Regions from separate parts of the Mus musculus genome. Here all the other regions are linked to region 1. A link is a contact called in public Hi-C data. All regions are on one chromosome and are shown on one strand. The core of a region is the stretch at or near the end of the contact, and the rest is flanking DNA. Distances in the headings are between cores, read along the strand shown. Region 1 overlaps Gm31674 (a long non-coding RNA gene). Region 2 has its middle 11 kb from the start of Gm31505. Region 3 has its middle 190 kb from the start of Etaa1.

Region 1 (4,529 bases), core at 853-3,352:
TTGGGCTGTGTGGGAGAAAGTGTTTAGGAAGCTACTGAGATAGTTATAAAATAAATCATTTGCATTTACCTTCTGCCTCTATAAACCTGCAAGGCCTACAAACACTCTGAGCAGAGTGAGGCTGGATATTCCAGCATCCAAAGGGTTAATGGCATTATAGCTTCAAAAGAGCCTATTGGCTCCCCCTCAAGGATGCCCTGCAGTTGTTGTGAGAGTCATCAGATGAAGTTAGCCTTCTCAGCTAGCCTTTAGATTTGTCTGTTAACAGTAGAAATGCTATAATAAATCGGTAACATATGTTGCCAGGCAGGGAAAAGTGGTAGACAAGAGCCTGGGAGACCAAGCCAAGTACCATGTGAAAGAATTCAAATTTCAATCTATTTGCTGCTAATTACCATCTGAAAAGTAATTTGAAAGTGTTGTTACTTGCTTATATTCTTCCTCATTTTTCTTTCTTTCTTTCTTTTTTTTTTCTCTTCAGATTGCTTTCTTACCCAAATTATCTCCGTGATTGCCTGTCCTGAGGCTTTGGGGTAAGTCCTAGTTTCCCACAACCCTAAGGAAGAATAAACCATGCAAAACATAAAGGATACCAAAAAGACTTATGGATCCTGATGTGTGCATTCTGTAAAACATACCTGGATGTGTTGGGGAGTGGATGCTGAAATGAAGACAAGGAGCTTGCTTTAGCAAGGATCAAAAGTGTGTGAAAGTGTGCACATGCAAACGAGGTCCCCACCCCAGGAAAGTCACCCTGGAATGGAAATGACAAAGCATGGAACACACACTATCAATTATTTTCACTAAGCACTTAAGATATAGAAAACAAAATCTGCTTTGGGAATTGACTGAATGTTTTATTTAGCTTTTTTATTGAGACATTCTTTGAAAAATGGCATGATGTAAATAGTTTTACAAAGCAACAGTATGATCAATCTCTAAACTAGAATATAAATCTAAGCTTTCATTAACTGCTGGTAGCCAGTTTAAATTGTGGTCTTGTCCATAGTGCCTATCTATCTATGTATGTCCAAGTTATATTAAAAACCTTTAAATGGCTTTGTAATATCAGCCACATCTAGCTATTATAATAATTAATGGTACTATTTTATAAATCAATACATGTATTCTTGATAAATTCATATCCAGATAATGGTGTAATTTAAATAAAAAATTAATGTAATAAAAGACACACAGAAATGGGCAGGAAATCTTTAAAGGTTAAGAGCCAAATTTGTCTAAATTCATTTGTAACCTGTTTTGGAAAAGTTTATATTTAAAATCAGTAGAGTTTTTACCTTGTTTCTGTAGAATGAACCTTGCTATTTCTAGGGTGGTATCTAGAACTGAATTTGTAATATATTTTCTGTTTAAGCAATTAAGTTTTAAGCACAGTTGGAATATGACAAATATCTTCCTGTTATTTTCTGTTTTGTGATTGTTAAATATTCTTCAGAAAAATAGAACGAAACAAATTGTAAGCCTTAGCCAGTTATTTATTTCTTTAATACACAAAATGAATGTAAATGTCTTTTAACAATATAAATGAACTGTCTGGAAAGCCCCAGAGCTATACACACAGTTTATTTAAGGGGCGAAGGACTGATCAGTTTGGTGAATTTCAGTGTGTGTGAGCTCTGCATTTTCTCTGCTTTCTCTTGGAATGAATGTCTCAAGGATTTTAGAAAGAAACAGAAAGTGCTTGGGAGAGACCGAAATGCATTTCTACACAGCACATGGGTAAAGAAACATGCCAGAGTAGAAGAATACATTATTGTTTAATCTAACAGATGCACATGGAAGAGATATTAAAGAATGACTACATTTAAAACAAACAACAGGAGGTAGTAAACTGTCAAATATAGCACCAAATCTTTCACAGTGTGCAGAGCGAGCACCTCACAAAAGCATAGCTTTCAGGATCCCTCTGTCCCGGCTGCCCTGCCATCCTCTCTGGGCAAGCAGCAGAAACCAGCCTGTAATCCACTGAGTGCTTTCTGACATTTTTTTTTCTTAACATTTCTCAGCTTTATCTAGAGGAGCAAAAGGGACATGTGCAGTTGCCTTTGACACTGATGGGTGTTTTAAAATGGAAGGGGGCGGGGGAGGAGCCTCAGCCAGTCACTTCATCCACATGCTACACGAACAATTGATATTTGCGGAAAGTTTACATTTCCAATGAAGCTGCCTTTTGAGGAATTCGTCTTAAGAAAGCTGCTATTTGACAGAGGGAAAGGAGACTATTCGGTGGTGATTACATGTTACTGTGCGCTCAGGTCCAAGTATTTAAAATGTATTGTGTTTTTCAAGGGAACCTGCAGCAAAATCACTCCTAAGAGGCTTAATTTAGGTTTTATAGGAGGAGCATAAAAAAGACTGGGTTATAGCAACATGCTGAAATATGGGGTACATTTTAAATATCTTCATTTAAAAACGTATGTTTATTTTCCCTCCTGGGATCACTAAGGGTAGGTCTCAACAGAAAGCAAGGGCATGTGACATTCTTAAAAAATTGTATCGTGAAAGGATCACATTCCAGGGTAGGTTTGGGCATTTTTATTAGCCCAGATAACCTCTTAATTATGTCACTGCCTCCACTTGTTAATCAGAGACATTCAGCACAGTTAACCACACAGTCAGTACCTTTAGGAGCCTCCGTTCTTACTAAAGATCAGAAGCACATTTTATTCCTGTCATTGTATTATTGCATATATGATTAGCACTGCTCCAATCCGCTCTGCTTGCTTTAAATACATACCCCCTACGAAAGTGTTGAGCTGCTTCCCAGTGTCATCACTTCAAGCTGTGCAACCCCCATAAAGCTTGAAGGAACAGATCACATTCCCTCTCTCTGCCCATGCCCCTCACAGTTCCTATTCGGATCAATTTGAGATTTCTTCTGCAGCCGCCAGGGCTGAGAGCAAGGTGTAAGTGGAGTAAATAAAATCACCGTTGCTTTATCAACCCTCCCAGGTAGTTTTTCTGCCAGCCAGCCTGCGCTGTTAAGACCCATAAAGTTATGCAATAGCAACGACTTCCTCCAAGGTTCTCTAATCAGATAATGGCTGATGTAGGAAGAGAAGAGCCCAAGGCGGTGTGGCTGGCACTTAACACTGCGGTTGGTCATTACTTGTCTCGTAGAGACCAATAAACAACTGATTACTATCCTCTAAGAAGCCAATATTCAACATCCGCCCCATTCCCTTTTCTCCTTTTCTTCTGGACTTCATTTTGCAGTAAGTATTTGTCAAAAAGATCAATGAAAAATAGCCTCCTAGGTACCTTAAAAATAAGAATTTTGCTAGCTTGTAACATTGCCTTTTTTGGAAAAGTGAGAATGATTCTTTCTTTCTTTCTTTCTTTCTTTCTTTCTTTCTTTCTTTCTTTCTTTCTTTCTTTCTTTCTTTCTTTCTTTCTTTCTTTCTTTCTTCCCCAAGAACAAAGCTTACAATCCATTTGTTTCAGCCATGGACACACCCAGACTTCACCCCCCTCCTCCTCTAACCCCTTCCTCTCTGATGACAGGCTCACCTCACCCACTGCAACCAAGAGGGTTTAAAATGCAAATATTTATATTTGAGCTCAGGCAATAACAGAGCTATTTTGCTTCCTCCATAAGTCTGTGATAATTGATGCCTCATATGTGGGTCTGTGTTTCATTTATCTCCTTACATACGAAGATAGTATATAAATACAAGATAATTTACAGAAAGAAACTGGTCATTTGAGATAATAATCCTAAATTTGACTGTTTGACTCCATTATATTTCAAAGCTGCAAGAGTCAGCAATGCAAAATTCTTAACTTTTAAAGAAAACTTGACTGCAGCTGGAAAATTCTTACATTTCACAAAGCTTTCTGAACCTGGATGCTGCGCAGACCAACACTGAGTAAGAGAGATGAGGATGGAACTCAAGAGAAAAATACGGAATTCTACATATTTTCACATATTTGAAATCAATGCACTCGACCACATATTTAGAATTCTTGTTAGAATTTTGCCTTAATATTTGAAATTAATTTCGTACTAGCCAATGCAAACTACGGAATGGCAAGTCTTACAATCTTGTCTGTCCTTGTCTGGCATCCATCCTCCTTCCAGAGTGAACAGAGGTATATCCATAAGCACCGGACACTGATTTCACAGCCTCATCCAAAGCCAGGCAATTCTTGAGGCAAACAAACAAAGGGGTGTGAGTGATTTCATTTATTTTGATAATCCTCTGTCTGCACAGGGGCACTTTGCTGTCTTTGTCAAAGTGAATGACAACAATTTGGCCAACTCTCTCTGAGCTGCACTCAACAGTGACAGGCAAATTATCAGAGGCCCTGCACTTCTTATTATCAGAGGAGAAGCCATCAGGGGGACGCAGGGAGGATGCCTCTCCCTTGTCACTATTTGTCAGTGGGACAAGGGCCACTGCTATGGGTAGCTGACAGGTAATTTCAACAATAACAATTACTCCTATTACTGGCGTCATAAACAATTCGTCCAAGGCATGACAATAGCAAAGCTTTATAATTCAATG
Region 2 (4,184 bases), core at 163-2,662, 740 kb after region 1:
ATTGCTAAAGTGCATTTCTCATTTGCTCTAGTCAAATTTATTATTGCTCTTCAGTAGCAGAGCATCCTTTGTTTCCCAACTCTATTCCTTTCAGTGAAACCTATTTCCTTTGTGGAATTGAGAAAACAAAAGGTGAGCATTCTCAAGGAAATACTGGATAGGACAGTCTAACAAAGTGCACTGTACCATATTGGCAGTGAAAAGCCTTGCTTATTTAGTAGTCGGCTAGTTTGGTGGTTAAATAATGCTCTTATTTTGGCATTTATTGTATATTTGTTCTAAATAAACATAATTTATGAATATTTTAACACATGCGTACTCAGTGGGGTGGGTTCTCACACTGATATAAATAGAATTAATGAGCAGTCAGCTGCCACATACCATGACATATGACCCGGCAGCAAGAGCTCAGAAGTGGTTCTCATGGCTTCAGAAAACTTTGCCCTTAGTTTAACTTCTTGAAACTACGTCTTATTCTCCCCTCATCGTGACAGAATCCAGGTTTTGCTAGAAGAGTCTAGTCAGATGTTGAGACAACCATTTGTCTTGCCTTCTTTAAAGCAAAACAAAAACACATGGAGGGCTTAGCTCCACTCAGCTCAACTTTGGGACTAGAGTCACAGAAAGATGAATATTTTATATATTTCTACATGAATTGTCTCTTATTCCCATTTTTGTGACAATTAACATGATTATGCCAGTTGCTACAGATCTTTACAAAGAAAAAAGAAAACTTCCAAGTGTTTCTACATTTTAAAACAGATCTGACAGCCCCTTGAGTGGGGAAAACAGGAAAACAGAGAACACATCATTTTAGCCAGTTACCTACTCTCCTTGAAAACAAAGCAACAAGCTGTTCAGCAAGCCTAAGAAGATTTTATTTTTTAAGGAATAAGCCCAGCAGTAGAAAGCCACCCCATCAAGGAGTAGGCGTGGAAATTAACACTGGGATGCAGAATCTTCAAATTAACAGGATTTAATTTGACAAAGAATTATTGTTGTGAAGATGCAAAGTAGAATTTAAGAGTCACCTTTCTTCGATTTTTTACGGCTTTATTATAGGCAAAGCAGAAAAATAAGGCGAGCATGTGCACCGTGATGCCCAGATGATCTGGCAGGACCGCAGTCTTGGCAAGAGACTCGGGCTGTGCTGTTTATGCACACAGATGGAGGGCGCAGCCTTTATTCCTCTTCTCATTCCAAAGGGGATGTTTGAGGCCCCTCTACTCCCACCCCCACATTTGCAAACACACACTCTCTCTAAACGAAAGCTGTGTCCTAAAAGGGCAAGTCCGGTATGCTTTAAGGAAGTGAGAAAAAAACAGGACACCATTCATTCTCCTGACCACCTCTTAGAGGAGGACTTCTCACTGACTGAGGAGGCTGGGGCCGGATGAGTTTCCCCAGAGTTGCTCCCCTGGGGAATCCCCTTTCCACTGCAAAGTAAATGGGCACCACCTAGTGCTCTTTCCAGGCAAAGGCTGTGAGTCTTGGTCTGGATACAAGTGGGCGCTTGGGATCGCTGGCCTTTACAAAGGTAAAATAAAAGGAGGCAGCTGTCTTCAAACCTTTTACCTTCTAAGGATGGGTCGAGAGGGAGGGGCAGTAAGGAGGAGGAGGAGAGAAGGAGACGTAAGGGGGAGGGGGAAGAATAAGAGTCTTAATGAAAGCAATGCTTCCAAATAAGGAATTTTCTTAGGGCTGGTCTTTGTTAATAGTTTCCTCTTATCTTTTTTTTTTTCAGTTCCCCCCCCCCCGCCCACCCTTGTTTATTTAAAGACAGGGCTTCACTTCCTAGCTCTGGTTGACCTGGAATTTCTTAAATAGATGAGAACTCTCAGAGATCCCCCTGCTTCTGCCTCTACCTTAGCGTGCTAGGATTAAAGGTATGCACCACCAAGCCTAGCTTCCCTGATCTTCTGCTTTTAAAATCATCCCAAATCTGAGAAATAAAGTCTTTATTTCCCCATATGCTAATTTCCCCCTCACCTTGCTCTGTTTCTCTTATGGTTAAGCAGAGAACATTTCTAAAACTCATTCACTATAAAACAAAGGAGGTTCTAGTAGCAATGTGCCCTTGGCAGCCAAAATCCATTCTAACAAGGAGTCTCTCTGGAGTTTTCCTAACACAACAAATCGCACTTATGAAAAATGATGCGTAGCACAGACTCTTTCGAAGCACAATAAGATCAAGTTAACCACTCATGCCTCTAGGAAAAAGATCTAAGAGGCTTTATCCGATTGGCAAAATGGACCTGGATATCAGCTCAAGGATTGAGGACACTTTGATAAAATTTCAAAGCAATGAAGTCCGATTATCTGAATGATTGCTTAACCCCTTTAAAATATAACTTGGGGAAGAACAAGATTTTTTTTTTTGAACTCATGGTCTGTCAGAGAATAGAAAGAGCTACTTTATACTGTTTGCTTTTTCTATAGCGTTTTGCTTAGAAATATTCTTAGCACTACTGCTTTTACAGAGTAATGATAATCATTTCTTTGTTGCTAAAAGTAGGTAATTCTTCAATAAAATAGAAATCTTACTGTACAGCAATGTGGGAAGAAATCCTGGGGAAAATACCACAGAGAATCAAAGAGACCGATGCCTACTGCTGCTCTGGAGCCAGTGACTGGGGCATTAAAAAAAAAAAAATCAGACAGAAAACAGGTTGTACAGAGGTGAATTAACATGACTAAAGCTTCTCTTGATGAAAAACCAAGAATCTATGCAGAGAAACCTGGAAGAGGGTAAAGAAAATGCAGTCCAAGTTTCCAAACACTTTCTACTGACTAGATAGAACAAAATTACTTTGACAGGTTTTCATACCTTCACTTTAACGTAAAAATTTTACAAGTCCAAAATGTTCCTATCTTTAGCCATTTTGCCGTAATTTAGGATATTAGACAAATGATTTACTTGACATGTTTTTGAAATTACAGAAGAAGAAAATTCGAGAAAAGGAGGGGAAAAGTCCTCCATCGAATTCTTCGTGTCACATTTGCAACTAGGAACAAATCAGCAAACAAGCTGACCTCTGTGCTTTCAGGGTAAGAGGTGAAGTGATGGCTTAATGGTAAAGAACACTTGCTGACCTGCAGAGGACCTGGGTTCGATCCCCAGCACCCACATGGTAGCTCACAACCATCCAATAGCTCTAGTTCCAAGAAATGCAGGGTCCTCTTCTGGCCTCCATGGGTACCAGCAATGCTAGTGATACACAGACACATGCAGGCAAAATAGCCAAAGACATAAAAAGAACAAATAAAGACTAAATGACGGACCTTGTCCTAAATTTAAGTTATCTGAATTAGTCAGCTGAAGCTAATGAGTACTCCTAAGTCAATGTGTTTCAAATATGTAATACGCAAGTATCGTAAATTGTAAACTCAATATTGTAAATTAAATATTGTAATATTCTATCTTAGAGTGATAGAAAGAGGTAAACTTAGGCACCTAGAAATGAAGGCAGCGACTCCAACTCCCCCAACCCAATGTGTCCATCATCCATCCCATCTTGTAGTTAAAGAAAAAACGAAAACATTTTCTTCCCTACCTCTTGGCCCTGACCTTTGCCCTCTGGCTGCCTTTCTGTAGGTGCCTGAGTTCAGGGAAGCCCTGTGGTAATGGCAGCCTGAAATGCTAATGTACTTCCCAGCTTTCTCTTTGTTTTTTTGGTTTTTTTTTTGGTTTTTTTTTTTTTTTTGGTTTGTTTTGTGTTTTGGGTTTTTTTTTTCTTTTGGTTTTTGGTTCTCTCTCTATATATATATTTTTTCTTTTATTAGATATTTTCTTTATTTGCATTTCAAATGTTATTCTCTTTCCTCATTTCCCTCTGAAAACCCCACTATCCAATTCCCCCTCCCCCTGCTCACTAACCCACCTACTCCTGCTTCCCTGTCCTGGCATTCCCCTACACTGGGGCATTGATCCTTCACAGGACCAAGAGCCTCTCCTCTCATTGATGTCCCAAGGAGCCATGAGTCCCTCTATGTGTACTCTTTATTTCAGTACTGGCTCAGTAACAGAAGGATGCTGTCATCTGTTCTCCTGGCAAAGGGAACCTGTTCAGCTCTTAGTGACAGTTTCTTAAGTTCTGGTATATCCATGGGTGTTTATTAAAGAGTAGGAAGGAGAAAAGGCCCGGAAGAGGCAAATCAGTCTCTTCCTATTTTGTTTCTTCTCC
Region 3 (4,064 bases), core at 287-2,786, 990 kb after region 1:
CAAGAAAAGGCAAAAATCCATGTCTCCAAAGATTTCATTGAAATAAGAACATTTATAAGAAGTACCTTGTTTTTCAAATTCTAATATGCTTTCTTATTTTTATACTTCCAAAATCTTTTTGTATATAGAAACTCTATGCTGCCCATTCTCTGAAAAAAGTAACGTCCATAAAAGAGTCAGTCTTGCTGATTGAAGGCTCTTCAAAGCAGTTCTCTGATGATATTTCATACCACTGTCATTTTAGACTAGATAACTCTTTGTGGGTGTCTGTCTTGAATCCTATAGGAAATCTAGCAGCATCCCTGATTTCCATCTACAAGATACCAATTGATATGACAAACAACACCACCAAAACAAACAAACAAAAATCAGCACCATCAACAACAACAACAACAAAATCCAGTCTTTGAACGGGGGGGGGTGCAAAACCACTCCTAGGGGAGAATCACTAGTAGGATTAGAAGTATTTTCAAAGCTTGTGTTAATGAAGACATCTCCCTGCAATACTCCTTCTACTCGAGAAAGCAGATTGTGCCTCAGTGTGTTGTTCTTCTGCATGGAGGAAAATCTGAGAAGGGTTAGAAAGATGATCAGGTACAACATTTCACACGAGTTTTTTCTCATGGGCTGTCCCTGTGTATGGACTGAATAAAGAGGCATAGAAGCCTTAGATAGGGCCCCAAAATCTTCTGTGATTTTCCACACAGTCTTATAACAAATTGCTGTCTTTGAACTTGGGACAAACAGCAATGCTACTATCTTCCACACATTTCTGCATCCAACTCACAAGCAGCCTAAACCAGTGAAATTTGTGTAGGAAAGAACTAAGTTCCCCATCACTAACATCCTTACTCTGTTACAAAAGATCAAATACATGGACGTTTATGTGCCTCTCTATACACACTGACCATCTGCCTTGAGCTAAGCCTGCTGGAGAGATGAGTCACTGATAAGACATGACATGCCACCAGTATGAACCCTGTAGCCTTGTGTTTGGACGTTAATCTGGAACCAAGGAAAGAAATAGGGAACCTATTACATTTAACCCTAAACTGACAAGATATTTGTATTCATGTGCCAAGAAGTCACATCTGCCAACCAGGCTCCTGCCTTCCTTAAGTAAAAGCTTAGTGTCAGCTCGTCTGTTTACTCAGTCACGGGCTGCTTTCTAGTCTCTCATGGTTTACTATATATTTATATTGAAAGAATACATACTCAACAGCTTTTAGTTGCTTAAATTTGTTTCAAGAGTAGGCCAAGTCCAATCACTGTTACTTAATTAACACAATTGTGAAGACTTCAATCTAGCTACACAATAGCTTTCCTGACCTTGCAGAAGGAGGCAGGACTTCATTATTGAGTATATTGTTTCCTATAAACATATAAAACCCCTACAATAACAATCCCATCAGCCTAAATGAAGTTATCTGAGAACAGAATTAAACTCTAAATGACCCTTTGCTCTACTCTGTAGTCCACTATTAATAATTCCTAATCTAATCAGAGTGGATAAATGCACTGAAGCTGGTCATGCTAGGCACAGGGCCAACCTGGCCAATTGCTGTCCATCTGATTCATTCCAGTCCAGAGCTTGTCTGGAGAAGAAACCTCCCTTGCTGAGAGGCCATTGCTTGATTTCCTCTTTTGTTATCTTTAACAGCAAAGTCATGTCCTTGTAACTGATAGACATGTTTCTTTGTAAATAAGCCTGGAATGACTGATAGAGCTTTTGGCAGACAAAGGCAGCAAATAGCAAGGCATTACTCATGCCAAGCAGAGAGCACTGTGTCAAAGCTGACAAATTTATGGGAGATATAAGCTTACCTCTTGCACAAATATATACTTTCCTGGCAAATTCATCACATGCTTTAATGGCCCCATACTGCATTTGTCAGCTGTCTGTCCCTGTGCCTTGTTGCCTTTGCTGTTCTGTCAAGGATTGTTTGTTGAGATCATCTTACAACCCCATTCTTCAGCAGTGAGGCCCAAGAAAGATCAATGATGACACCTGCATCGATCATATTTTACAGTCAACTATTTGAATGTTAAATCATTTCAACAATGCTGGTGTGCTTATTGAGTGTCTCCCAGTATCTCAATTATTAGACAGTAATGCTAACTTAAATCTTTGCTTTGTTGCTTTGAATTTTATTTCCTTCTTTTCATTTTCCCATAATCAAATGTGCCATAGTACCGATTTGATTTCCTACTTCAGTAGGAAGCATAAGCAAACAGGAGAAAAGGTGACTTTGCAGGATCACTCAGTGGGTTGTTTTCCATGCAACATGAAAGGAATAACAGCCTCATGGTTATTCTTCATTAAGTTTCTAGTTATAAGAGGGAGAACTGGTCTTTCAGGTTGTGGTAAATACTTGTCTCTTGGTATGGTAGTTGAACACAAAGGTGTGCTTTTGAAAACTTTGTTGGTGCTTTCGCATATTCATTAAACATTGAAAAGTTAGTAAAGGGACAGCAAGATGACTCAGTAGCCATGTCCTTGTAACTGAAAGACATGGACATGCACAAGGACAGCACATACTGCCTAAGTCTGACATGAGTTAGATCTCAAGGGCCCTCCACGGAAGGAGTGAGTTCACCTTCTAAGGTTGTTCTCTGATCTCTACAAATGTACCTCAACATATGTGCATCTGTACTCACATGTACATTTCATACACAAACACACATTCAGCATGTATGCATCTATACTGACACAAACATAACATTCACACATACTCAGCATGTGCTCACCTTTACTCATATACATATATCATACAAAAACACATACTCACCATGTGTGCATCTGTACTCCTATACACATCATACACAAACACACTCATATAAATAATAATAATAATAAAATTTAAAGTTGCTAAATGATTTACATACATAGTATAAATAATTAGGGTCTGAATTAAGTTTTCTTCTGTGGAAGTCTATATTACCTGTAAGTCATTAGGTTTCTCCCTATAACTGTCACATGTTCTACATGGGCATTATACTCAACAAGCATTTAATGGATGATTTCCAATCATCCCTACACAGTTTCAAAGAAAACCTTCAGGCTCTCGCATCCCTTACCTTTCCCTTCTCTACAGAGTGCTTTGACACAGATTCCAAGTACTTTATGAGGAAACAAAAGAGGTTGGAACATCAATCAAGAGAGACAGAGCGCTCCCTTGGCTTCTTAAATTACCCTTGGCATGTCACAGTTTCGCTCTGTGTTGGTGGAAGTGTGCAGATAAATGGAAGCATGCAGACTAAATGTTATTGGAAACACCTGGATGTGTGGGCTTTCCAGAAGCCCTCAACAGATAGTCACCCTCTTGTCTTGGCTAGAACTTTAGTATGCCATACCACTGGCTGCAAAGGAGTGTGAGGGGGAGAAAGTGTTTACTTTTAGTCTGTGTGTTATAGACAGGTCAGAAGGTAGCATTTGAGAATGAGTATGGAGCTGTCCAAGTCATCATTGCAGTATGATGAGCTAAAGACAAATCGGACACACAAAATGACTATATATAGAATATTCACAATGTAATTATTTAGATTAGCCTTTTAAACCATACTTTCTCACTTCAATTGTGTGGGCGTCTTCCATAGAGCTTTTAGCCTTTGGTGAAGCCAGCATCACATCATTTAAAGTGCCTGTGACTCCAATGACCAGATCAGGTTGAGAACTTCCGCCTCAAAAATACAAAGACTTCCTTATAGGAAAAAAAAATGGAAATACAGATATCACCAGCTACTATGTTTGCAAATTTGGAATTAGAAATCAAATGAAGGCTTACAAAAGAGTTAGATTTGGGAGAATGTGCAAATTCCTTAATTTTGAGCATAAACGACAATCACTAGACAGAAACTGAACAATTATATTTTTATATAATTATATTTTTAAATTATATCTTTATACTTTTAAACTATAGTTTCTAAAACATGCTAATTCGAGATGGGATGGTAGTTTGGTTAAAGGAGTGCTTGCTTCACACTCAGGAAGCCTTGAGGTCAATTATCTGTAGCACATAAATTGTTGTTCTGGAATACGTCTGTAGTTAAGTCTATAGTATAAG

The links. A called contact is a pair of places that touch in the nucleus more often than the background predicts.
Region 2: a contact with region 1 is called in a Hi-C map of cerebellum, with 5 times the contacts expected there. The contact joins two enhancer-like sites. A contact is called at or near these places in 10 of 484 Hi-C or Micro-C datasets (cerebellar granule neurons, cerebellum, nephron progenitors and 2 more) and 3 of 115 datasets of contacts at active chromatin or transcription factors (differentiating embryonic stem cells, embryonic hindbrain and neural tube).
Region 3: a Hi-C map of cerebellum shows a contact between it and region 1, with 2.2 times the contacts expected there. The contact joins two enhancer-like sites. A contact is called at or near these places in 3 of 484 Hi-C or Micro-C datasets (cerebellar granule neurons and cerebellum).

Annotation. Positions count from the first base shown.
Region 1 is chr11:18,752,449-18,756,977 of GRCm38.p6, reverse strand. The region is part of intron 1 of Gm31674 (a long non-coding RNA gene); the gene reads right to left. It overlaps Gm28401 (a long non-coding RNA gene), which reads left to right. Exons shown (of 2, transcript XR_872259.2): 2 at 482-1,481. Among named protein-coding and RNA genes, the nearest start is that of Gm31674, 6.6 kb to the right of the region's middle. Within about 2 kb of position 2,102, at least 20 of the 459 cell types and tissues checked have an H3K27ac peak or open chromatin away from gene starts, as enhancers often do. A contact at or near this core is called in cerebellar granule neurons and cerebellum, where this site is marked.
Region 2 is chr11:18,008,514-18,012,697 of GRCm38.p6, reverse strand. No RefSeq gene overlaps it. Among named protein-coding and RNA genes, the nearest start is that of Gm31505, 11 kb to the right of the region's middle. Within about 2 kb of position 1,412, at least 35 of the 459 cell types and tissues checked have an H3K27ac peak or open chromatin away from gene starts, as enhancers often do. A contact at or near this core is called in cerebellar granule neurons and cerebellum, where this site is marked.
Region 3 is chr11:17,766,138-17,770,201 of GRCm38.p6, reverse strand. No RefSeq gene overlaps it. Among named protein-coding and RNA genes, the nearest start is that of Etaa1, 190 kb to the left of the region's middle. Within about 2 kb of position 1,536, at least 8 of the 459 cell types and tissues checked have an H3K27ac peak or open chromatin away from gene starts, as enhancers often do. A contact at or near this core is called in cerebellar granule neurons and cerebellum, where this site is marked.